Regions from separate parts of the Mus musculus genome. Here all the other regions are linked to region 1. A link is a contact called in public HiChIP or PLAC-seq and Micro-C data. All regions are on one chromosome and are shown on one strand. Each heading gives the region's core, a stretch centred on a gene start, on an enhancer-like site or on the middle of the called end of the contact. The rest is flanking DNA. Distances are from core to core; before and after follow the strand shown.

Region 1 (3,201 bases), core at 197-2,696:
ACTTGTTGCTTCCCTGGCAGGCTCAGGCTCAGGTCCAGGGTGCCAGCTTTGCCGTTGGAGACCACACTGAAGATCTGGCCAGTGTTGTCTTTCCGTTCCACAGCCAGGAGTGTGCCCCGGGTCTTCTTCATCTGCCTCAAGGAAGCCAGGAAGATGAAGCCTTTGTCGGCCCACACAGCGTCCAGTAGGTCTTGGAACTTGTCATCCGGCACAGCGGGGATCAGGTTGGCATTCTCAATGCGGAAGGCGGGGCTGGATAGATCTTGGCCCTTCACCAGTCGGCGACCGGGGCCCCTTCGTGCACCTCCAATGAGTTCAAAGATGTCAAACACACCGTTATCTCCCCCAGACTCTGTAAGGAGAGAGAAGACAATCGGCTTTCTAGGCTAGGTATAAGGGGGTAAAGTTCTGGCTGTGAGGAGCCAAGGTGGGAACTCGTGACAATAATGGCAATTATGGAAAGCTGAGCGAGGGAAGCTGCATCCTTATCAGGAGATAAGGACTCCAAGGAAACACAGGAGCTATCGAGAGAGAGAGAGAGAGAGAGAGAGAGAGAGAGAGAGAGAGAGAGAGAGGAGAAGGGGGAGGAAAATGAATATATCACAAACTCACCTGGAATGCGGTTGCTTCCACACATATGCAACAGGAACAGGACACCTAGTCCCCGCAGGAGCTCCATGGTGGAGCCTTTGTGCCCAACACGGAGCCTGTAGCAAGAAGCACAGGAGGCCAGAGTCAGAGACCAGGAAGCAAGGTGGAAGGGCAGAGGTGTGTGTGTGTGTGTGTGTGTGTGTGTGTGTGTGTGTGTGTGTGTGTTTCTTCTTTTGCCCCATATGTGCTGAAAAAGAAGGGTTTACTTTCCAAACGGTATCCAGTATAAAAAGAGCGCCAGAGGCAGGGGGATTGTTGGAGTTCCAGGATAAAGGGTATAAAGTGACTTGGGTCCGTCCCCTCCCCCCCGCCCCTTTAGACAAGATTACAGAATGTATTTTGGATGGCGACAGTCAGGGGTAACCTGGAGACTACTGGGGAGAAAATCTTGGGGTGTCTTGGAGGTATAGTTTGTGAACCCGAAGGCTGAAGAGAACCAGCTCCGGAAAGTTCTTTCCAGGGGATAGACGGGGCAGGATAAAGGAGTTAGGAAAACCAGAAGGGGAAGAGTAGGAGATGAGGAGTAGCGCTGATCATCTGCAGCCTGGGGCTTTGAGGTGGCCGGCCAGGTGCTCCGCAGAGGCGGGAGGTTTACCTGTGTGCACCGGGGCTCAGTAACCCGGAGAGGTGGCAAAGGTGAAGTGAAGGACAAGGACGCTGAGTCCGGTGAAGACGCTGAGACTGCCGGTGCGCCGGGAGAGACCGTGGCAGAACTGGATAGCAGCTTCGCGATTGCCTGCAGAAGTCCGATGAGGCTGGCTGACTCCAGGCAGTGGCTGGCTTGACTGAGGAGCCCAGGACCTTTTAAAGAGGCAGGAAGCAGGGAGGGGGGAGGGTTCTCGGGGGCGGGGGCGGGGGACGGGGACGGACGGGTTCATTTCTCCGCCCCCTGCTGCTTGGCGCACAGCTCTCGGGCTGAAAGTGAAGGGGGAGACTCCGATCCCGCACAGGAGCCCTGGAACTTGTCAGAAAAATAGGTCTCCGCCCACGCAGCCTTGGCGTACTCAGCCTTTAGCGCTTAGGATCTTGCGCCATGTGAACTGGAGACGTTCTGCATGAGAGTCCCCAGACGCGATGCTTCTTTGGGGACCACCTAAGACCCTTTAGGGAGGCTTTCATTAAAGCACATCTCCTTGAATAATTCCATGACAGAGACGCTTGGGGATCGAGACAGTCTGGTTTAAAAATAAAAGAGGGCAAAAGGTTGGACCCCTTAAAGGAAGCTGCCTCCTGAGTCAATCCTGGTGGGTGGGGGATCCCATGTCATCTATACTTTGCGCTTCACTCCTGTCCCGCACGCCTGCCTTCCGTCTGACTCACTAAGGGTGTCAGCACGGTGTTGCACAGGGCCAGCAGGACCGTGCACGGAGGTCGCCTTCCGACTCACTGTCCAAGTCGAGAGTTTTTTCCCCAGTTCTACTTTGCTTCCTCAGATGGCCGCTTGGGGGCGGTATATGTATTCTGATTTAGGGGATCCTTTCGGAGAGTTTTTAGCGGCATTTTAAGGAAGCGAATTTATATCCCGCTCCCTCAAGGCAAAATTGAAATTGTGTCTTGAAAAACAATTTTGTGCCCACTCGTGTTTCTTAACGTGACTCCCGATAGGAGAATTTGCTGAACCATCTGGCTCCAGGATCTTACACTATTTACAGAACGGACCCGTAGAGTTATAAATTACTCTCTACCTATTATTTTATTTCCCATCTTTCTCCCTAAACAGTTTTTTTTTCATTTTTTCGGCTCCCAAAACCGAGGTGTGGTTTACATTTCTGTGGGTATACACTTTTCCATCAGTAGACTGCTGCCTGATCCTTTGTCTCTGAAGTCTGGTCTCAATGCCATCGGTCCGGAGCCAAGATGACTCCAGCTGCCTGGAATTCCATTCATCTCTTTGGGAAGGGACGTCAGCGGCGGCGATGCTTCTCCAGCTGTGGCCCTGCGTGAGCAGGCTTGGCTCTGAGTCCAGGGATCCAGGTAAAAGCATCACCAAATAAGGATCTTGGCAGAATCAGGGCGGGGCCGGCTGAGGGACAGCTGGGGCTCCCTCCCCTTATCAGTTACACCTGGCTGGACTCCCAAACCTTGGAAACACCCAGGACTTTATGCTCATCACACAGCAATTTCACTTTCCTTGTGTGGGAGGGAGTGTTCGGTGACAAGGTGTGTGAGTGTGCGTGGTATGTGTGCGTACACGCAAGGAGGGGCTTACAGAGTGTTTCCTAGTTACTCCGGGTACACAGCTACACAGCCAGTGCCTCTTGTAGATAAGTACGTTCCCAAGATGTGTTTGTTTATTAGACTTCAGATACTCAGAGCCAGCAGTAAAAGTTTCTACTGGTTGATTAGTCAAGTTAGATTCCTGCCCTTGAAGTCACAGGCCCTGACTCAGCCACTGAATCTGAAGATTCGGGATCATCAGGCAGGCTTGCTCTTCGCTTCCAGTTCCTTCCGCAGGTCCTCTTTGCTTTGTGGAAGGCGATTGCTTTAAATATCCTGCTCAGCACTAATTCTTCCTGCAGGAACCTTTGGGACTGCCCTGGGAGGGCTGGT
Region 2 (3,201 bases), core at 302-2,801, 290 kb after region 1:
ACTTAAAAATACACATTTCTCTTCTACCTAGTCTCTCAGTGAATTTTTATTCTAGTAAATATTTACCTACATTTTAAAAAAAGATTTATTTATTTATTATTATATGTAAGTACACTGTAGCTGTCTTCAGACACTCCAGAAGAGTGAGTCAGATCTCATTACAGATGGTTGTGAGCCACCATGTGGTTGCTGGGATTTGAACTCAGGACCTTCAAAAGAGCAGTCAATGATATTAACCGCAGAGCCATCTCACTGGCCCATTTACACACATTTATTTGCATGTTAGCCTATGGAGTTCTTCATGACTGAGCTGAGTTGTAATCATATCTTTAATGCTGACAACTTGCACAGTTCGTGTCAGGCAGGAACTCAGTACATGTCTATTGTGTAAATGAGTGGCTTAGGGAAGAAATTAGTAAATAAGGACTGAGAGAAAGGAGAAGATATGAGAGACCAGGGTTGGACCATCCCAAGATCCTAAGTCATTTCTGTCTTTTTAACATACCCGCAATTTCCAAACTTAATCTTGTTTTCTCTCATCGAGCAGCTATGTGAGAGACATTTAATACTCCTTGGAGATTTATGTTTCCTTTTCTCCTTTTTGTTACACAAAGTTACATGCCTGATTTTAGCAGGAGTCACTATGGAATGGGCCACAGTATGCTTGCATAGCTTTGACAGTATGTGGAGAGAGCAGCCCTGCCCCCTTAGCCTGTGGCGAGAATGAGAATGGCCTACCTGATTGGCCTCTGGATTGCCACCCCATTGCTACTCACCTTTTTTATATATGTGAAATAGGATGTTTTCAGACTTCATTCATTCAGTGCTGTTTGCCTTAGTTCGGTGTGGCAAAGTTTCTATTGGTAAAATTCCCGTGTTTATTCCTGGCCTCTGCTGAGGTGGGTGATTATGTTGATAGCTCATGTCTGGACCAATTGTCTTATCAAGTGGTGAGTCATATTTCCTGAGTGTTGTACTCTGTTCCAAACATCTTTTCCCACTTCTTACAGTACGGACATGCTGAGAACAGCTCAAGTTTGTGCAGTTCTGGTTCTGTTTGGCTTAATGACCCCTTCATGTCTTAGAAGCAGCCAGGGGCAGTCAAGTCCCTCAATACTTTCCTCTGGAAACCGACCCGGCTAAGTATCTCGTTAATCACTCTCAAATTATTTTCCAGAAAATATGAGGGTACAAACATAATTTCGTCATGTTCTATGCTGCTTAGTAACAAGGTCCCTTCTTCTGTCTCCCAATAGCATGGTTCTCGTTTCCATCAGAGACCTCATTAGAATTGGGCTTAATGTCTGTGTCATACCTGTAACCTCTACATTTTATTTATGTATTCTCCAAGAACATGATAGCATTCTCCTCAGCTTTCCTCTTTTCTTCTGAGCCCTCACTATGACCTGTTCAATAGCCTCTTCTCCAGTACACGTGTAAAAGCTTGTCCAGTGTTTACTCAGGTACCCATTCCATGGCTTTACACACATTTTCCAGATATTTGTTAGAGTAGTATCCCACTTCCTATGTTCATGTTCTGTATCAGAGTTCTCCAGAGAAACAGAACACAGAATGTGTGCCCACAGTTCCTTATGGTAACTCTGCTAGATGGAATTGGCTCAGGTGACTACGGAAGCTAAGAACTCTCATGATCTGCTCTCTACATGCTGGGTGCCCAGGAAAACCTGGTGTGTGCTTTCATTCCCAGTGAAACCAAAGAACCAGTTGTCCAATGGTGTCTCAGTCAGGGAGCAGATGAAGGTGCTTAACCAGCTCCAACACTAAGAGATAGAGAGTAACTTCTCTCTTTCTTCACCCTTTTATTTCATAATTTCCCTCAATGGACTAGAGTATACTTATACACCAATTCAGATGCTAATCTGATCCTGAAATACTAAACACACACACACACACACACACACACACACACACACACACACACAGAGAGAGAGAGAGAGAGAGAGAGAGACAGAGACAGAGACAGAGAGAGACAGAGAGACAGAGATGAGAGAGACACAGAGACACAGAGGGACAGAGATGAGAGAAAGAGAGAGAGACAGAGAGACACAGAGAGAAAGAGACAGAGAGAGAGAAAGAGACAGAGACAGAGACAGAGACAGAGAGCCATATATACCAATGTATAAAAGTAACCGGAATACACTCCACAGACTAAGGGACTGATAGGTAATATCATTGCCTGAGGCATTAAGCCTTTTTTTACTGAGACATGCATTGTGACTCTAATGTTTGTTCCATATTCAATTGTTCAGGGAGGTGTAACCTTTCAAAAGCTAGCAGCGCAAGCCCTAGAGCATTGGGCGTGGCGTTTGGAAATATGTTCTTGTACTTAGTCCTCTTATTTAAGTAATTACCATGCATGCAAATTGTACTATTTCTTGGTAAGATTCTAAGGAAGATATATAAACAAACAAAATGAAGCAAGGCAAAACTTTCCCTAGGGGCTAAATGCAGACAGCATGTTAAAACTTGCATCTTAATTGCTTATGGCTTGCAAAGAGTTGGAAAAGATAACTTCACTTACAGTTTATTCACCCTGCCAAAATAAGAGTTTGGCACATGCAGCCACATGCTGACCCATGCCAACTCCTGCCAGCCACACCATTCACTTCTTCATCAACTGTTGTGTGAGCACCAGATCAAGTTTACTCAAATGGCTACACAAATGTACTGATTGGAAATTTTGTTCATCTTTAGAGCTTCTTTCAACTTTTAGGTCAGTTTTCAAATGAAGCTGAGCAATTTATATATTGTGAGGGTTACAGGCAACAGGTAACTTTGAGAAGATTTAACATAATCATATTTATGTTTATTGTCTCCATTTATGGTGTGCTTTGAAGGCACTTAGAATCTTAGTTTTCTTATCAGAGACCTGGTTTACTTAGGTGATTAGACCTAATCTGTGTTTGTTGTTGTTTTGCATTAAACATTGGGTTTCCCTTTAACACCCTGGCTGTGGAAAGCATGGCACTTTGTGTACATACCCCATTCTGGAAGAATGAATTTGTTACAGCTTGCTGTATTCTCATCTTTCTGCAACAGCAGGCCCAAATACATCGTCACTGATTTTTGACAGAGGCTTCATGCTTCTTGCCTATAGTTACTTCTGTTCTCAAATAATTTTTAAGGGGAAGGTGGGGGGAGCTTGTCAATTTTTTCCATTTTTTTCTTGAGTCTAGCACA
Region 3 (3,201 bases), core at 213-2,712, 260 kb before region 1:
CTGTATATTAACCAGAAAGTATAACATTTAAATGATGTCTCACCTCATGTCATATAGAACCTTACCCCTGACTCATCATTGTAGTCAGTGGAAAATCCACCTAAGACGCGACCGTAAGACCGATGTTACCTTGTCCCTGGTTCTGTATTTTCATAAAGAATGTGTGTCTCAAATTTGGGGATCAAGGTGACCTCCACTTTTTTTTTTTTTTTTTTTTTTTTTTTTGCCGTGAAAGGTCTCACATATTCAAGCCTGCCAATTTATTTTGTAGCAAATTCCCAATTCTCTTGCCTCTCCCTCCAAAACTCTGGGATTAGAGGTATGCACCACCATGCCTGGCTCATTTCTATATTTTTCTTCCCTTGATCCTTCTCTTAGTTCCTTGTTTCCATTTCACTCCTCCTGCCTTATTATTTCTTCTTGTATGCCTGCTTATCCCAACTTCCCAATTTACATCAGCCTGCAGGAAACCCCCTCCAAGTCTTCATCGCTGAATTCATTAGCAGTGCCCCGTGTGGAGGTGAGGCCCAATGAAAGGGCCTGGGAAACCATCAGTGGGTTCCTTTAGTCCACCTTTCGAAGATGGACAAGGCTTTGACTTGACGGAGGGCCCGGGAGGCTGGGCTCCCTGCCCAGATGGCAGTGGCAAATGATATAGAGCCTGCAGGCTGTACCTCTAAGGACGCTGGGGCAGTAACCACAGCAGCAAACGCAGTGCATCCTTCAGCAGCTAGATACTGAAACTGCGCGCCTCCCACGCGCCCCGCGACGAAGTCACGCTCCACTGGGGCAAAATGGCGCTACGTCCCTCACCAGCAGCGTGAGGGGGTGGGTCGTGCGTCACGTGACCTCGCCTGCCTGCCGCGCGGCCCCGACTGCCCCAGGCACGCGCTGGGAGCCCGGCTGCAGAGCGGGCGGCGGCTCTGCCCCGCTAGGGGCATCCTACCTGGTCCCTGCTAGGTCACGACAATCTGTCCAAGCCAAGATCCGACCTGGAGTGGTGGGGCTGAGGCCAAGGGTGGGGGCGGCTTGTAAAGGCAAAGTGGCGGGGGGTGCAGAGCCGGCTCCAGGGGTTCAGGCAGCCCTGGGGATTAGACCCCAGCTGAGCGTCCCAGAGTCCTGGCGTTCAGCCGAGTGTGCGGGGGCCAAGCTGTGGACACTCAGGGCCTGTTGCCCAGCCTTGGCTGCCCTTGGTTTAGCCCCCACCTTCCCAGCTATGATCACTAGGCTGGGGCATTTCATGGGGATTCGCACCGCCCCAGCTTCGAAGCTACTAGCGGCATTGAAATATAGCTTCAGCCAAATGCTCCCATCCCACTAGGGAGAGAGGATCAGAGCGTGCGCGGGGTCCTCCGCAGCCACCGATGTGTGTGCTGGGTGGGCTTGGCCGCGCTGCCCGCCCCCTCCCCCCCCCTCGGGAGGAGGGCCCAGCGATGCTCTGTGACCGTGCCGCCTCCATGTGGTTGCTGACGGGCCCAGGGGGGAGCAGGCATGGGGCGCGGCCGCACCTCCCTCCCACCCCTCCTCGCGGATGGCTGGCTAGGCGATGAGCAGACGTGAGGGGCTAGCCGGCTGGCCGGCTCTGCAGGACGCTGCCTGGCTCCCGAGCGTCGGTCCCTCCACGCCCGGGGCAGGAGCGGCTGTGCGCTGGGCTCAGAGGCCAGGCGGACGAGCGCAAACCCCGGGCTTCGCTATGGGGCACAACAGCAGCTGGGTGTCACCGAACACCAGCCACCCGCGCAACACGTCGGGCGCCGAGGCTGGCGCCAACCTCAGCGCGTTCGGGGAGCTGAGCGAGGCTCAGCTGTACCGCCAGTTCACCACCACCGTGCAGGTCGTCATCTTCATTGGCTCGCTACTGGGTAAGCCAACCCGCGGGGCCACCAGCGGGCCGGACTTTCCCGAGGACACAAGAGCTGCCGTGGGGTGCGGGGTGCCTGGCCATGTGCGGGGAGTTGAAGGAGGTTTAAGTTAAGCAAGGACGGTCACCTCCAGCCTGGAGGCTGGAAGCAGAAGAGTTGGGACAGGGCTTCTCTTGGCAGGATGGTACAGGTACAGGGTTCTGGCGAAAGACCTGTCCAGACAGCCCTTGTCCAAAGCTTCAGACTCCGCGCATCACCGCTTACCTTCTGGTGCCCGGGAGCATCGCTGCCTCTAGCTCTTGTTTACAAATAGGAGCAACGATTCCCGGGGAATTTGTGACTGATGAAGGAATGTTAACTCAGTCAAAAATGTGTTTTTGCGCTACTATTTCCGATATAAGATAATTATTTTTGAGAGAGCTCTATTTTACATGTCAGTTTTGGTTTGTTTCTAGTAACGGGGACTTTTTTTTTTTTTTTTTTTAAGAGCGTGTGAAGTTAAACTTTACATTGTCTTCAGATAATTTTACAATCTTTGAGTAAAACGAAACCCACTGGACTCCTCCACCTGTATTTTAAGTGCATAACAGAGATAAGAAAAAAAAAAAAAAACCAACAACAAATGTCTCAAACCACTCACAGAAGATTATAGATTTCCTCCCTTGTTCAGAGGGGATTAAAGAAAATAAATTGACCAAAATGAACTGCGCTACTCTGTTACAGGGCACTGGATCCGTTTTCAAAAAGAGCTGCAGGACATAAAAAGGATGAAAGAATTACTGTTCTTGTAATTTCTTGTGCAATGGCTAGTAAAATGTGTGTGGGTTAGGGTGAGACTCATCTTTCCTCCCCCCTACTCTTAAATGGCTCTTGCTTTTTAGGGCAACTCTTTAAACAATAAACAGTACAATCAGACTGCTTTCCATTGAGGTTTGGCAAGCACAATGGATACTAGCAAACAGGCTTAAATTCTCTGTTGTGACATTTTTAAGAATGTGAAAAGATTACAATTTATGTGTGGATGTTGTGGAGAAGAGAAGTCAAAGTTTCAAAGTCAGAATAAATTATATTTCCTAGACACTTGAGAATTTCCATGGAAACCAAGACATCTGAGATATTAAAAGACTATATTTGGAAAAAAAATAACGTGTGGAATTTCCCTTCATACTTTCTCAAGTTGTCATCCTTCTAGCCCTTTCTGTTGTAATAGCTAGCTTCCACGTTCTATCATGGAGCATTTTCAGCTGTCCATGTGACATTGTCTAGATGTGTGTTTTCAAGTGGACCGCTAAATGCACATTTACACAGTAAAACCCTATGTTCCAAATATTTCTGAGAT

What was found. A called contact is a pair of places that touch in the nucleus more often than the background predicts. HiChIP or PLAC-seq counts read pairs in DNA pulled down with a chosen protein or histone mark.
Region 2: an H3K27ac HiChIP or PLAC-seq map of cardiomyocytes shows a contact between it and region 1, with 6 times the contacts expected there. The contact joins the promoter of 4930412B13Rik here to the promoter of Thbs1 in region 1. A contact is called at or near these places in 3 of 39 promoter capture datasets (embryonic stem cells, hematopoietic stem and progenitor cells and neutrophils), 2 of 15 datasets of contacts at CTCF or cohesin (the NIH/3T3 cell line and large pre-B cells), 2 of 484 Hi-C or Micro-C datasets (bone marrow-derived macrophages and epidermal suprabasal cells), 16 of 115 datasets of contacts at active chromatin or transcription factors (bone marrow-derived macrophages, cardiomyocytes, craniofacial prominence and 12 more) and 1 of 9 other capture datasets (liver).
Region 3: a Micro-C map of embryonic stem cells shows a contact between it and region 1, with 2.9 times the contacts expected there. The contact joins the promoter of Gpr176 here to the promoter of Thbs1 in region 1. A contact is called at or near these places in 1 of 39 promoter capture datasets (embryonic stem cells) and 2 of 484 Hi-C or Micro-C datasets (embryonic stem cells and nephron progenitors).

The regions. Positions count from the first base shown.
Region 1 is chr2:118,110,121-118,113,321 of GRCm38.p6, reverse strand. It overlaps Thbs1 (thrombospondin 1), which reads right to left and starts at 1,446. Exons shown (of 22, transcript NM_011580.4): 1 at 1,247-1,446; 2 at 613-707; 3 at 1-352. The coding sequence starts at 679. It overlaps Gm13986 (predicted gene 13986), which reads left to right and starts at 2,120. Exons shown (of 10, transcript NR_126479.1): 1 at 2,120-2,625.
Region 2 is chr2:117,820,278-117,823,478 of GRCm38.p6, reverse strand. It overlaps 4930412B13Rik (RIKEN cDNA 4930412B13 gene), which reads right to left and starts at 1,551. Exons shown (of 6, transcript NR_040631.1): 1 at 777-1,551.
Region 3 is chr2:118,371,680-118,374,880 of GRCm38.p6, reverse strand. It overlaps Gpr176 (G protein-coupled receptor 176), which reads left to right and starts at 1,462. Exons shown (of 3, transcript NM_201367.3): 1 at 1,462-1,862. The coding sequence starts at 1,694.